2 separate regions of the Sus scrofa genome follow, and region 2 is linked to region 1. A link is a contact called in public HiChIP or PLAC-seq data. All regions are on one chromosome and are shown on one strand. Each heading gives the region's core, a stretch centred on a gene start, on an enhancer-like site or on the middle of the called end of the contact. The rest is flanking DNA. Distances are from core to core; before and after follow the strand shown. Region 1 overlaps RAB31 (ras-related protein Rab-31). Region 2 has its middle 38 kb from the start of RAB31.

Region 1 (5,947 bases), core at 936-3,435:
GATGCGTTTTGTTTTTGGGCTACATCGTGGCATGAAGAAGTTCCCAGGCCGGGGTCGAACTTGCACCACAGCAGTAACCCAAGCTGCTGCAGTGACAATGCCAAATGCTTAACTAGCTGTGCTATGTGGGAACCCCCAAAGCTTTTTAATATTTGAAAAAGAAAGTGTCAGACAAGAAATACCAGACATTTATACTCATTTAAAAAAAAAAAGAGCAGGATGTGAATTTAGATCATTCATAAAGTAAGAAGGAGGAGTTCCCGTTGTGGCTCAGTGGATTAAGAATCCAACTAGTATCCATGAGGATGTCGGTTCAATCCCTGGCCTCACTCAGTGGGTTAAGGATCCAGCATTGCCACAGGCTGTGGCGTAGGTTGCAGATGTGCCTTAGATCTGGGCATTTCTGTGGCTATGGTGTAGGCAGGAAACTGCAGCTCCGATTAGACCCCTAGCCTGGGAACTTCTCTACGCCACAGGTACAGCCTGAAAAAGAAAAAGAAGAAAAAGAAAGAAAGAAGGACTCCTCAGAAATGAAAAATATGATGGTGGAAATGGATGTTTCAAAGGAAGTTATATGTTAAAGTGAAGAGACCACCCAAGAAGTAGGACAAAACAGGACAGAGCCACTGCCCCCAGCTGCCAGCAGCTGCCCCTCTAGGAATGGCCACAAGAAGATGCCAGGAACTTGGAACAGGGCACTCTGGTCAACCTGCTTCTCTGAGAGGGTCGCAGAGACTTGAGACTGAAGGTAGGAGGGAAGCGGGACACATTTAGCTCAAGAAGGAAAAACAGCCATACGCGTCTCTTATATTAAAGGTATAACTTCAAAAGCCTATAGAACAAAGAGAAAACGCTGACTCTCAGAGAAAGGTGTTTTTCTTTAGATGCTAAAATATGAGCTGAGTTTTGTGACCTTGGTCACCTGAATTATATGCATGGCCTCTGGCTTCTATGTTGGGGACACTATTCCAGCAAACGAGGGCGAGACGGCTGTTGGCTTGTGATTGTCATCAGAAAATCCTCATGTAGTACAGCCTGCACCAGTTCTGAGCCCATGAACACAACCGTGCCAAACGCCCTGCTCTGCGGTGTGCAGTTCAAGGACAGAGGACAGGATGGGGACATCAGCTCCTGAGACTCCACATCAACGTCGCTATTTCTGAGCTGTGCCTTGGGGTGGATTCCAGCTAACAGATCTGGGTCCCCAAAACCAGAGCCCCTCCTTCCCCCCTCAGCTGCCTTTACCCACCCCATGGATGGGCAGGTCCTTGTCATCCTGCTGTCCTCGCAACCCCAGCAACCCTGAACACAGAAGACCTGAGCTCCCACCCAGCTGGGACCGTGTCCCTTCTGACAGCACCCCTGCCAGCAGCACAGCGTGTGCCCTAAGTGAGGGGCTGGCATCCAGGGCTCTGGCCACACTGGCCACACCATGCTCCAGGGGCACATTTTAAAGTCCATGCATGCACTCTCCCCAAAGGCTCTGCTCAAAACAGCCCAAGGGTCCTACAAGGGCAGCCCTTAAAATACCTTTAGAGATGAAACTTTCCAAAGCCATCTTGAAAAGTATTCCTCGGAGTTCCCATCATGACTCAATGGAAATGAATCTGACCAGGATCGACAAGGACACAGGTTTGATCCCTGGCCTCGCTCAGTGGGTTAAGGATCCAGCGTTGCCAAGAACTGTGGTATAGGTCGCAGACACAGCTCAGATGTGGCATTGCTGTGGCTGTGGTGTAGGCCAGTGGCTACAGCTCCTATTCAACCCCTCACCTGGAAACCTCCATATGCCACAGGTATGGAGACAAAAAAAGAAAGAAAGGGGAATATTCCTCTGTACTCATCATATTCTATGAACTCAAGCTAAAACACCACTTTTCTGAGTACTTAAAGCAGCCAGCCTGCTTGAATTTAGATTTAAGGTAATTCTTCCACCAAATACAGTTGGTGTTTCTTTACTTTTTACAATTTAACTCCCAGCATCTCTCTCTCTTATACAGTTGACAAGAAAGAAGCAACAGGGCAAAAGGACAGTGCAAGTTCTAATTTGTCTCCAAAAACAAAATATTCTTACAAAGCACAGCTTAAATCATCTTCCGGGGGCCAGTGGCTTTGTGATGACCTTGGGGCCTCGTCTCCCAGGCCTGCTGTTCCCCAGCCGGCCACGAGGGGAAGGCCCTGCCCACAGATGGCAGAGATGAGCCAAGCGGATGCCAGTCTCATGCATCACGCAGCTTGGTGACTTCCTTTGCCTTCCTTTAGACAGTGACACAAAGGAGGAAAAGGACCATCCCGCGGGAAAATGAGGAGGTCCGAGGCAGGACATCCTGGGTGGATAAAGGAGTCGGTGGAGGACAAGGAGGGACTGGAGGACCAGGCCGCCCTCCACGGCTCCTTCACGTCCGGTGGACGTGACTCCATCCGCTTCCTAAGATGGTAAGGCCGTCGCAGCCCCTCGCCCAGCCTCCCGGTTTTGCAAGAGAGGAAGCTGCCAGGCGTCCTGCTGGCTAGAGAGGCAGAATCTAATTTTTGAAATTTTTAGACATCCTTAAAGGCTCTTACCAGATTCAACTTGCCAAATGTAAATTTCACCTTAAAAAAAAAAAAAAAGTCTATTTCTAGGACCCGCAAGGGGTACTTCTTTTACTACCACTTTCCAGCCTGACCTTCCACAGGGGAGTCACATGTCCTAAAAACACATTTGCCAGGTTCTGCCCCAAATGAAAGGAGGCATATTTCCAACTAGCAGGGAGGTGTGAGGAGAAAACCACCTCTGACCCCACCAACCAGGGGTCAGACCCGTGTAATCCTCTGGGGTGTCGGTCAGCGTTTCCTGTCTTGCCATTTGTGAGGCTGACACCAGGGCTGTGCTGGGGCCAAGCTCCTTCCAGGGAAATGGCTCCCTCTGACGTTCCTCCCCAGAGGTTACTGCTATTTGGGGCGAACAATACCATTCTCCGAGGAGCACCGCTTACTCCACACACTGCTCTGTGAACAGTCACGGTTACTGATCACACGTTAATCTGGAATAACGGAGTCACCAAGCCACAAACTTTCAGCTGCTGCCATGTGAATCGCTGGGCATCACTTAATTCACTCCTGGACTATAGCAGCAGACTGCAAGTGGGGGTTCCACTGCTCAAGAGAGAGAACGGTAGGAATTCTACCGGAAACGAATCCCACTGGGAACCATGAGGTTGGGTATTTGAACCCTGGCCTCGCTCAGTAGGTTAAGGATCTGGCATTGCCGTGAGTTGTGGTGTAGATCGCAGACACAGCTCCAATCCCCTGTTGCTGTGGCGGTGGTGTAGGCCAGCAGCTGTAGCTCCACTTGGACCCCTAGCCTGAGAACCTCCATATGCCACAGGTGTGTCCCTAAAAAAAAAAAAAAAGAGAGAGAGAGAGAATGGTAAACCCCAGGCAGCTATGTCCCTACCATGTGACCTGCACCAGGGGAAGACATCAGAGGTCATCTCAGGACATGGTACTGGAGGAACCTAACTGGGCTCATAAAACTAGGAGATACTAAGCACGTGCTATTTTAAACTGCTAAGGTTTTTCATTGAGCCATCATTGTCATTCAAAATTATATGAGTTTTAGGTGGACAGCACACTGATTTTAAGTCACCAGATTTGGGGGCAACTTGTTACCCAGCAGGGGGTAACAAATACAGATGAGTGAGCAACATCTATCAAGCACAAAGCTGAACCAATGTTATGTAATTCATGCGGCAAGCTGGTGAAGTGAGGCTACCCTGCTCCTTTTGAAGGGAGGAAATTCAAGCTGAGGACAAGTCAGAAATGTGAGAGGTCAGCCCTCCATGGATGATGAGGGCAAAGTTGTGCAAGACCCACACAGCCCCGCCCTGAGAGCAGCGATTCTGAACATTCCCCAGGAGCCCATGCGGGGGCGGGAAAGGACAGACACTGCGGGATTTAATGCCAAAGCCTGGTCAGAGTAAGGTAAGCAGCGAGGGTAAAGCTGCAGTCAACAGGTGAAGTGATGGTGGCCAGAGAGCTACAGGGAAGGCAACCATTCGATCTTGGGAAAAACCTCTGGGGCAGATGCCATGGCATCCATGACCAGAAAGCAGAGTGCAGCAGCCACAGTGCGAGTTTCCCATCCCCTCACAGACACTGCAGAGCTGCCTTGAGTAGTCAGCTCCACAGCCCATTCCTTAAAGTGCTTCTTCATCTCCTTGGAAACATTCTCCTGCATCAGGTACCCTTTCCCTACACGGTGAGTCACAGGGATCTGGCGCCAGCGGTGGGCTCTTTGGGGTCCTCCCCACTTCCCACTCTGAGCACCTGGCGCCCTTAGGAACAGGACACAGGTTCTCCCCTCTGGACCAATCATGGCCAGGATGCTGTGCTGCTTGATGGAGTGAGAAAGGAAGTGGGGAGGACGCAGTGCCTGGGTATTTCCTTCTCTCTGGCTTTAGACAATCCTAACCTACCTCTGAGGACTGTTCTAAAGCCCCACTCGTGAAGCCATCCTGGGTCTCAGGAAAGTCTCAGATGAGAGGCAACAGTGGTTCCACAGTTACTGCTCTGACACCGCGGCAAATGTGTCACTGGAACGCCGGTCTTTCTCACCAAGCTTGCCGCGTGCAGCCAGGGCTCCTGGGCAGACACAGTCCTGGTAGGACCCCCAGCCCATAGATCACTCATGCCATCTCACCCTCCTTAGGATGGTCTGGCACTGCCACACCTGCCCTGGCATTCAAGTGGGAGGTGCAGCCACAAATGCCAAGAGCCCTGGGACTCAGAGGGGAGACGCTGCCCTCCAGCCTCCCCTCATCCATCAGCCTGGACTTTGTCCCACGGGCAGTAGAACTGACCCACTAGGGATGCAAATTTAAGAAGCCTGGGAGGAAACCAAACACTGGAACAGAGGCACTGAGGAGGCTGTTCTCTTGCCGGCTGCATTTTTCTTGAGCACCCACTATGTCCTGGCATTTTCAGAGATGACGAGGGCCAGTCTGTTGGAGCTAAGACTCCACATCAAGAGCTCAGCTGTACATCCCAACTATGATGCGCTTGCCAGCTGGCACGATCAGACCCTCAGTCAGGTGAATGAACACTCTCTGCTTCGCTGACCCCAAGCCGAGATCCAGTGGGATGTAGACAGTTACCTGCTGATTCTTAATCAAGACAGTAGATTACAGCAGATGGACATTCACCCTTCTCAACTGCAAACAGTCAATATACCTCAAGGTTTTTATAACCTGTGGATTCTAGACACTGTTCACGTCTTAGCCACCTGCCTGACTCGATTAAATTATAACAGCGTTTGACCCACAACACATGAGGAATCATCCTATACATGTTGATGGTCAGCTACCTCTGGCCCCAGACTCAATTCCCACATCATTGTCCAGTAAAGGGACTTGCACGAAGGGATGAAGTATGTCAGAGGGAAGGGGCTGGGTCCACAGACTGTGAGAAAAACCATCCCCGTAACTATCATGATGCTGTGACTTTCTTACGGTCTGGTTCCTTCAATCATCTGGCATTTCTGCAAGGGTCTCACAGACTCCACAAAACACACATAAAAGGCAGCTGTGGAAAAGTAATTTCCAACTGGAGGGAAATTACTACCACCTCACTTTCAATCTATGATCTTTGGGAATAAACACTAAACTATCACACTTGGTTTAAGAAAGGTGACTGGGGAGTTCCCGTCGTGGCGCAGTGGTTAACGAATCCGACTAGGAACCATAAGGTTGCGGGTTCGGTCCCTGGCCTTGCTTAGTGGGTTAATGATCCGGCGTTGCCGTGAGCTGTGGTGTAGGTTGCAGACACGGCTCGGATCCCGCGTTGCTGTGGCTCTGGCGTAGGCCGGGGGCTACAGCTCCGATTGGACCCCTAGCCTAGGAACCTTCATATGCCGCGGGAGTGGCCCAAAGAAATAGCAAAAAGACAAAAAAAGAAAAAGAAAGGTGAC
Region 2 (5,947 bases), core at 1,430-3,929, 65 kb after region 1:
AGTTATATCTTCTTCCAGTCTACCTATGATGCCACTTTGTTCTTAACTTCAAATTCTAAGGAACTAATTTTGGTGATGGATTTGAAGCAAATGATGACATTTGTTGACCAAGCCTCCCTCCTTTAACTTGCCAGGCTTCTACTATGTTTTAAGAGGGAGGCTGTGTTCCTACCATATTCTGCAGCTGTAAGGAGCCTGCTGATGAAACACCCTTCCAATGCTATCAACAATTTCCTCCCTATGCATGGGCTTTTCATGGGTTCTTGCCTCATTAATGAAGAGTTTTGACCAACCTCCTCCCACCCCCACTTTGGTACAGCCTGGTCCCTTACCCTGTTTAAGAAAAAGTTTGGCTCTCCACACTGAGCCTCCTTCACTTTCCAAGAAACTGTGCCCATACATTAATGGACTCTGCCCCCAGTGCCAAATGGAAGCTCATATTCAATACAAATGTCCTTTTTTTTTTTTTTTTTTTTTTTTTTGTCCTTTTTGGGCCACACCCGTGGCATATGGAGGATCCCAGGCTAGGGGGCCAAATCATAGCTGCAGCTGCTGGCCTACACCACACCCACAGCAATCCAGGATCCTTAACCCACTGAGGGAGGCCAGGATTTGAACCTGCATCCTTATGGATACAGTCAGATTTGTTTCCACTGAGCTATGACAGGAATTCCAAGATGTTCATGTTTATTGCCAAGTTGCCAAGAAAGCATTCACAATTACATCTCCCCATTAAATAATTATAAATGAGAAAAAAAGGAAAAGGGCATTAAGATCAGAATTTTATTGTCCAGGAAGCACATTTTTTGTGTGTTGCCAGGTGAGGAGAATACACAGTTAGCATTCAGGTTCTGCCAAGCAGGTGTGAGGCTTTTTTCAAAAGATCCCAGTGTATTTTGTGCCAACCAATAAGTTCTTATTCAGATCTGTCTGCAGAGCCTTAGCCAGTGGGTATGTCTTCCCTTGTGTGTTTTTTCCTTAGAAGTGTTCATTAAGATACTGTAGATAACTTTTCCCAAACTAGAGTTTCTGGACAGATCTGAATGGAATTTACAGGTTCAAAGCTTATGTGCTGACTAAACAACTGCTGTGACCCAGGGAGGAGCATTCAAAGAGCGTGGCTCCCCCAAAACCCCCTTGATGAACAGTGCACACCTGTGCCGCCCACAGCCGGGTGGGGGTGGCGGGAGGGCTGGATGACCAGTGTATTCTCAAACATGACACAGGCCTCAAGCTACTCAAGGTCACCTGCCTTCAAACCCCCTCCGTGGAGAGTGTGGAGGCACCAGGGACAGGGTGACCAAGCCAGCCCTGCGGGCTTTCTGTGCTCACTAGTGCACCCCTTTGAATCCTGCAGGAAAGCCCAGCATCAGGCCACACTTCCTTCGACACAGTGCATCCAGTGAGGATGCTTTCTTCCACTGGGCACTACTGTTACCTCCCCCAAGGCCATTCTTCTTCTCAGCTCCCTTTCTTCTCCCAAATTCCTGCCTCCATTTCTTGGTAACACCATTTGCCCCACACTCCACTCCCATCCCAGATGTTAGCAGATCCCAAATCTTTTCTAGCATCTTAGAAATTTTCCCAGCCCCCTCCTTGAGATGTAAATCAGAGCTCTTCTCAACTCTGCCTGTACCTGCCTCTACCTGCTTCCAGGTGGGGAGAGGTACAAACAGGAGACCAGGTGGGATGGTTTGGGGTGATTCTCCACCTCCCAGATGTAGTTGGACTTCTTGCTTTTCTATGGTTGTCTCCAAATGTGTGTGTATAATTACATATAAGTATTATATAGTGTAATATATAAACATAATTTACATACAAATACATATTTAATTACACATAGCTCGCACTGTGAGGTTTGGCGTCTTTCTCTTTGCCTTCTTTGGTTTTCATATGGATGTCAATCTCTATCCCAACCCCTTCCGGCAAGTGCGAATTCACTGGGAAAAAAGTATTGCCTCTACTCTGACCTTGAATTACATGGCAAAGCCTCTCCCATCAGTTTGGCACTGATCCTGAGTGATGCAACCACCTAATCCAGGTGCTACCTGTGTGATTCCACAGAGCAACGTGTTCACACCTGCTCCCACCTCATTGTTTGCTCTGGTCTATAGCTGCTGATGAAGTGCCTAGAGTGGAGACATGGGCAGCTGACCCCTGGGGCCACTGTAACCAGCCTGAGAAGTGGGTCAAAGCCACACTTAGGGATGAACCAAGAGGCCTTGGTTGAGACACTATGACAACTTCCTGGACAGTTTCGACATATTTTTGGCAATCCTGCTGCAGAGTGAGGTGCTGTGCAGGTGTGTGGTAAAGGCATGACTCAGGCCCCCTCACTCCAGTGCCTTCCGTGTCCTCTCCAAAGAGACCACCCTCCTCACCTTGGGCCATGCACTTACTCACTGATTCATCCTCATGGAACCCACCACCTTGCCGGTTTCCCAAGTGGCAGGCTCAGTGGGAGGGCCCCCACCCTGCCCCTGTGTCCACAGACGGCAGGACAGGGCAGCGAGATGGTTCAGTTGTCCTCATGGGGGGGGGGGGCTCTTCTTACGCTGCAGCTGGGTTTTGCCCACCAAAACCCCGCCAAGACTGTCAAAAGCCACAGCCTGGAGACTGTGTGAATCATCCCTCCTTCCCCGTTAAAAGCGTTTAGATCGGGCAGGGCTGCCCATCTGACACTGCCTTTCCCAGACCCCCCACCAGAGGCTGGGCGTGGCTGGGGGACTTTTCCCAGTGACTCAGCAGTGAGCAACGTCCTCCTCCGGCTCCACAGGAAATAGCTTGGCCTGAACTTCTGCTTTTTGTTCTTCCTTCCAGTTAAACAACTGAGGCTCCCAGCTTTCACCAGGCATTTGAAATCGTGTGTACCATGAACACGCATGTGAGAGTCTGGTGACACCTATGGATCCCTTCTCAGAAAAATAGGTTTTTACAAGCATGAAATAAAATACACCACAAAACACTCGCTAGAGTGGCTAACGTTTAAAAGACCAATAATCCCCAATATTTGTGAGAATATAGAGCATCTGCAACTGTTTCCTGGTAAGAGTACAATCTCACTTAACCAACTTGAAAAAAGTTTGGCAGAATCCACTACAGCTAAAATATGATTAATCCCACCCTTGGGTTTAAACCCAAGAGAAATAAGTGCATGTGTATGCAAAGATATACATCAAAATGTCCATAGTAGCTTTACGTAGAATAGTCAAAAATGGGAAGTAACTCATATGTCCACCAACAGGAGAATAGACAATTCGGTTGTTCCTATTCATAAAATGAAATACTCCCCAGTATTGGAGTGGGTTATCAACACACACAAAGGTGTGGATGGGTCTCATAGACATTATATTGAGTGAAAAGCCAACATGAAAGTGTGCACACATTAACTAGACTTATTGTGCTGATCGTTTCACAGTGTACACAAACATCCAATCCTTAGGTTGTACACCTGTAACTAATGTAGTGTTCTGTGTCAGTTGTACCCCAATAAAAAATATTCTGGGATGGGGGAGAGATGAATAGCAGAGCACAGAGGATTTTTAGGGCAGTGAATGATATTACAGTGGTAGATATACATCCTTGTACATTTGTCCAACTTCATAGAATGTGAACACCGAGAGTGGAGTTCCTTTGTGGCTCAGCAGGTTAAGAACTCAGCATAGTGTCCACGAAGATGTGGTTCGGTCCTTGGCCTCACTCAGTGGGTTAAGTATCTGCTGTTGCTGCAAGCTGTGGCACAGGTCACAGATATGGCTCAGATCTTGCATTGCTGTGGCATAGGCCAGCAGCTGCAGCTCCAATTTGACCCACGAACTTCCATATGCCACAGGTACAATCATAAAAAGAGAGAAAAAAAAAAACTAAGAGTTAATACTAGGGTAAACCAGGGCCTTGTGGTATATCGATGTAGGTTCATCCTTGGTGAGAAATGTATCATCTGGAAAGTGATGTTGATAACGGAGGGCGGGGGGGGGGGGAGTGGAGGCTGTGCATGTGTGGTGATAGGGATACATGGAAGTCTCTGTACCTCTCTCAGTTTTGTTGCAAATGTAAAACTGCTCTAAGAAAAAAAAATCTTGGCGTTCCCATCGTGGCTCAGTGGTTAACAAACCCAACTAGCATCCATGAGTATGTGGGTTCGATCCCTGACCTCACTCAGTGGCCTGGGGATCCAGCATTGCTGTGAGCTGTGGTATAGGTTGAAGATGTGGCTTGGATCCTGCATTGCTGCAGCATAGGCTGGCAGCTACAGTTTCTATTCGACCCCTAGCCTGGGAACCTCCATATGCCACAGGTGCGGCCCTAAAAAGACAAAAGACCAGAAAAAAAAATCTTAAATAAAAGGGCATACACTCTATGATTTCATATACATGTCAAGAACAGATAACACTAACGAATAGTAACAGTGGTCTGAATAAGTTACTTTTGCAGGAGAAGCACCATGAAGGAACTGGGAAAAACCACAGGGAAACTTTCTAGGGTGGTGAAGCCCTATATTTTTCATGTGTTTTGTTTTTATGTGGCTGTACCCACAGGATATCGAAGTTCCCAGGCCAGGGACTGAATCTGAGCTGCAGGAGTGCTGGATCCTTCAACCCACTGCACCCAGCCAGGGATCAAAACTGCACCTCTGCATCAACCCTAGCCGCTGCAGTCTGATTCTTCACTCACTGTACAAAAGCAAGAACTCCCAGAAGCTCTATATTTTGATACCATTAAAATATATAATTTCACTTAGCCATACAGTTAACACATGTGTATTTTAGTCACTGTGTATATGTTGTAACTCAGTGAAAAAGTAGACTACACAAATATAAAACAAAATTCTTAAAAACTATAAAGAAATTATATTGAAATACACTTAAAATGTTATCAATGTTTAAGAAGCCAATCTGTTTCATAGTAGTATATTTTTTTCTTTAGTGAAGTATCTAATAATAAGTGGCAGCAGGTTTAAGAAGGACTATAATTTCAAAGTAATGATGAGTGTAAATATTTCAAGACAGTTGAAATTGATACAAAATATTTAGCAAATCTCACTACGCTTTTACAATATAGAATATTGAAGAGATTATTAAGTTTATTTTATAAATTTTTATTAGCTATTTAAGAACTTGAGACAGTTTTGTTGCATGAAAGTTTTAGGTGTCTTTTTAAAAATCAAGTATATTATAATCATACAAAGGGAATTAAAATTGTAAAAGCCCCTCTAAAAATGATGGCTAACGTGTCGAACTAACAAGAAAAGGTATGTGAATAGAATGTCAATACTTAAGAGAATTGGGTTTTCACAAATTTTAATTGGTTAAAATGAATTTTTAACGTAAAAAGTAAACCCCTGAAAGATCAGCAAAAACTCTTACTTAACTAAGACCAAACTACTTCTGATGACTAACTGCCCAGAAACTCTGGTTTGTGCATCTTACACTGGGCTGGTTCTTAGAGTCTCCTGAGTAACTTGTGTAAAATATGGTTGCTCAGGAGTTCCCGTCGTGGCGCAGTGGTTAACGAATCCGACTAGGAACCATGACGTTGCGGGTTCGGTCCCTGCCCTTGCTCAGTGGGTTAACGATCTGGCGTTGCCGTGAGCTGTGGTGTAGGTTGCAGACACGGCTCGGATCCCGCATTGCTGTGGCTCTGGCGTAGGCCGGTGGCTACAGCTCCGATTGGACCCCTAGCCTGGGAACCTCCATATGCCGCGGGAGCGGCCCAAGAAATAGCAACAACAACAACAAAAGACAAAAAAATATATATATATATATGGTTGCTCAGCCTTCCCTGTAAACTGGGTCAGGAATTGGGGTGAAGCCTGGGAGCCATGGATGTCCCTTTCCTGACCTGGCTGAGGACACTTCCAGTGCATTGAAGTCTGTTTCATATCCATTTCAGTGGTCACCAGGCTTTCAGTGTGGAACTGAACACGCGTTACACACCATTTCCGACT

What was found. HiChIP or PLAC-seq counts read pairs in DNA pulled down with a chosen protein or histone mark.
Region 2: a contact with region 1 is called in an H3K27ac HiChIP or PLAC-seq map of alveolar macrophages. The contact joins two enhancer-like sites. A contact is called at or near these places in 3 of 47 Hi-C or Micro-C datasets (blood and embryonic fibroblasts) and 1 of 2 datasets of contacts at active chromatin or transcription factors (alveolar macrophages).

What each region holds. Positions count from the first base shown.
Region 1 is chr6:98,355,781-98,361,727 of Sscrofa11.1, forward strand. The region is part of intron 1 of RAB31 (ras-related protein Rab-31); the gene reads right to left. Among named protein-coding and RNA genes, the nearest start is that of RAB31, 27 kb to the right of the region's middle. Within about 2 kb of position 2,186, at least 23 of the 83 cell types and tissues checked have an H3K27ac peak or open chromatin away from gene starts, as enhancers often do. A contact at or near this core is called in alveolar macrophages, where this site is marked.
Region 2 is chr6:98,420,527-98,426,473 of Sscrofa11.1, forward strand. No RefSeq gene overlaps it. Among named protein-coding and RNA genes, the nearest start is that of RAB31, 38 kb to the left of the region's middle. Within about 2 kb of position 2,680, at least 30 of the 83 cell types and tissues checked have an H3K27ac peak or open chromatin away from gene starts, as enhancers often do. A contact at or near this core is called in alveolar macrophages, where this site is marked.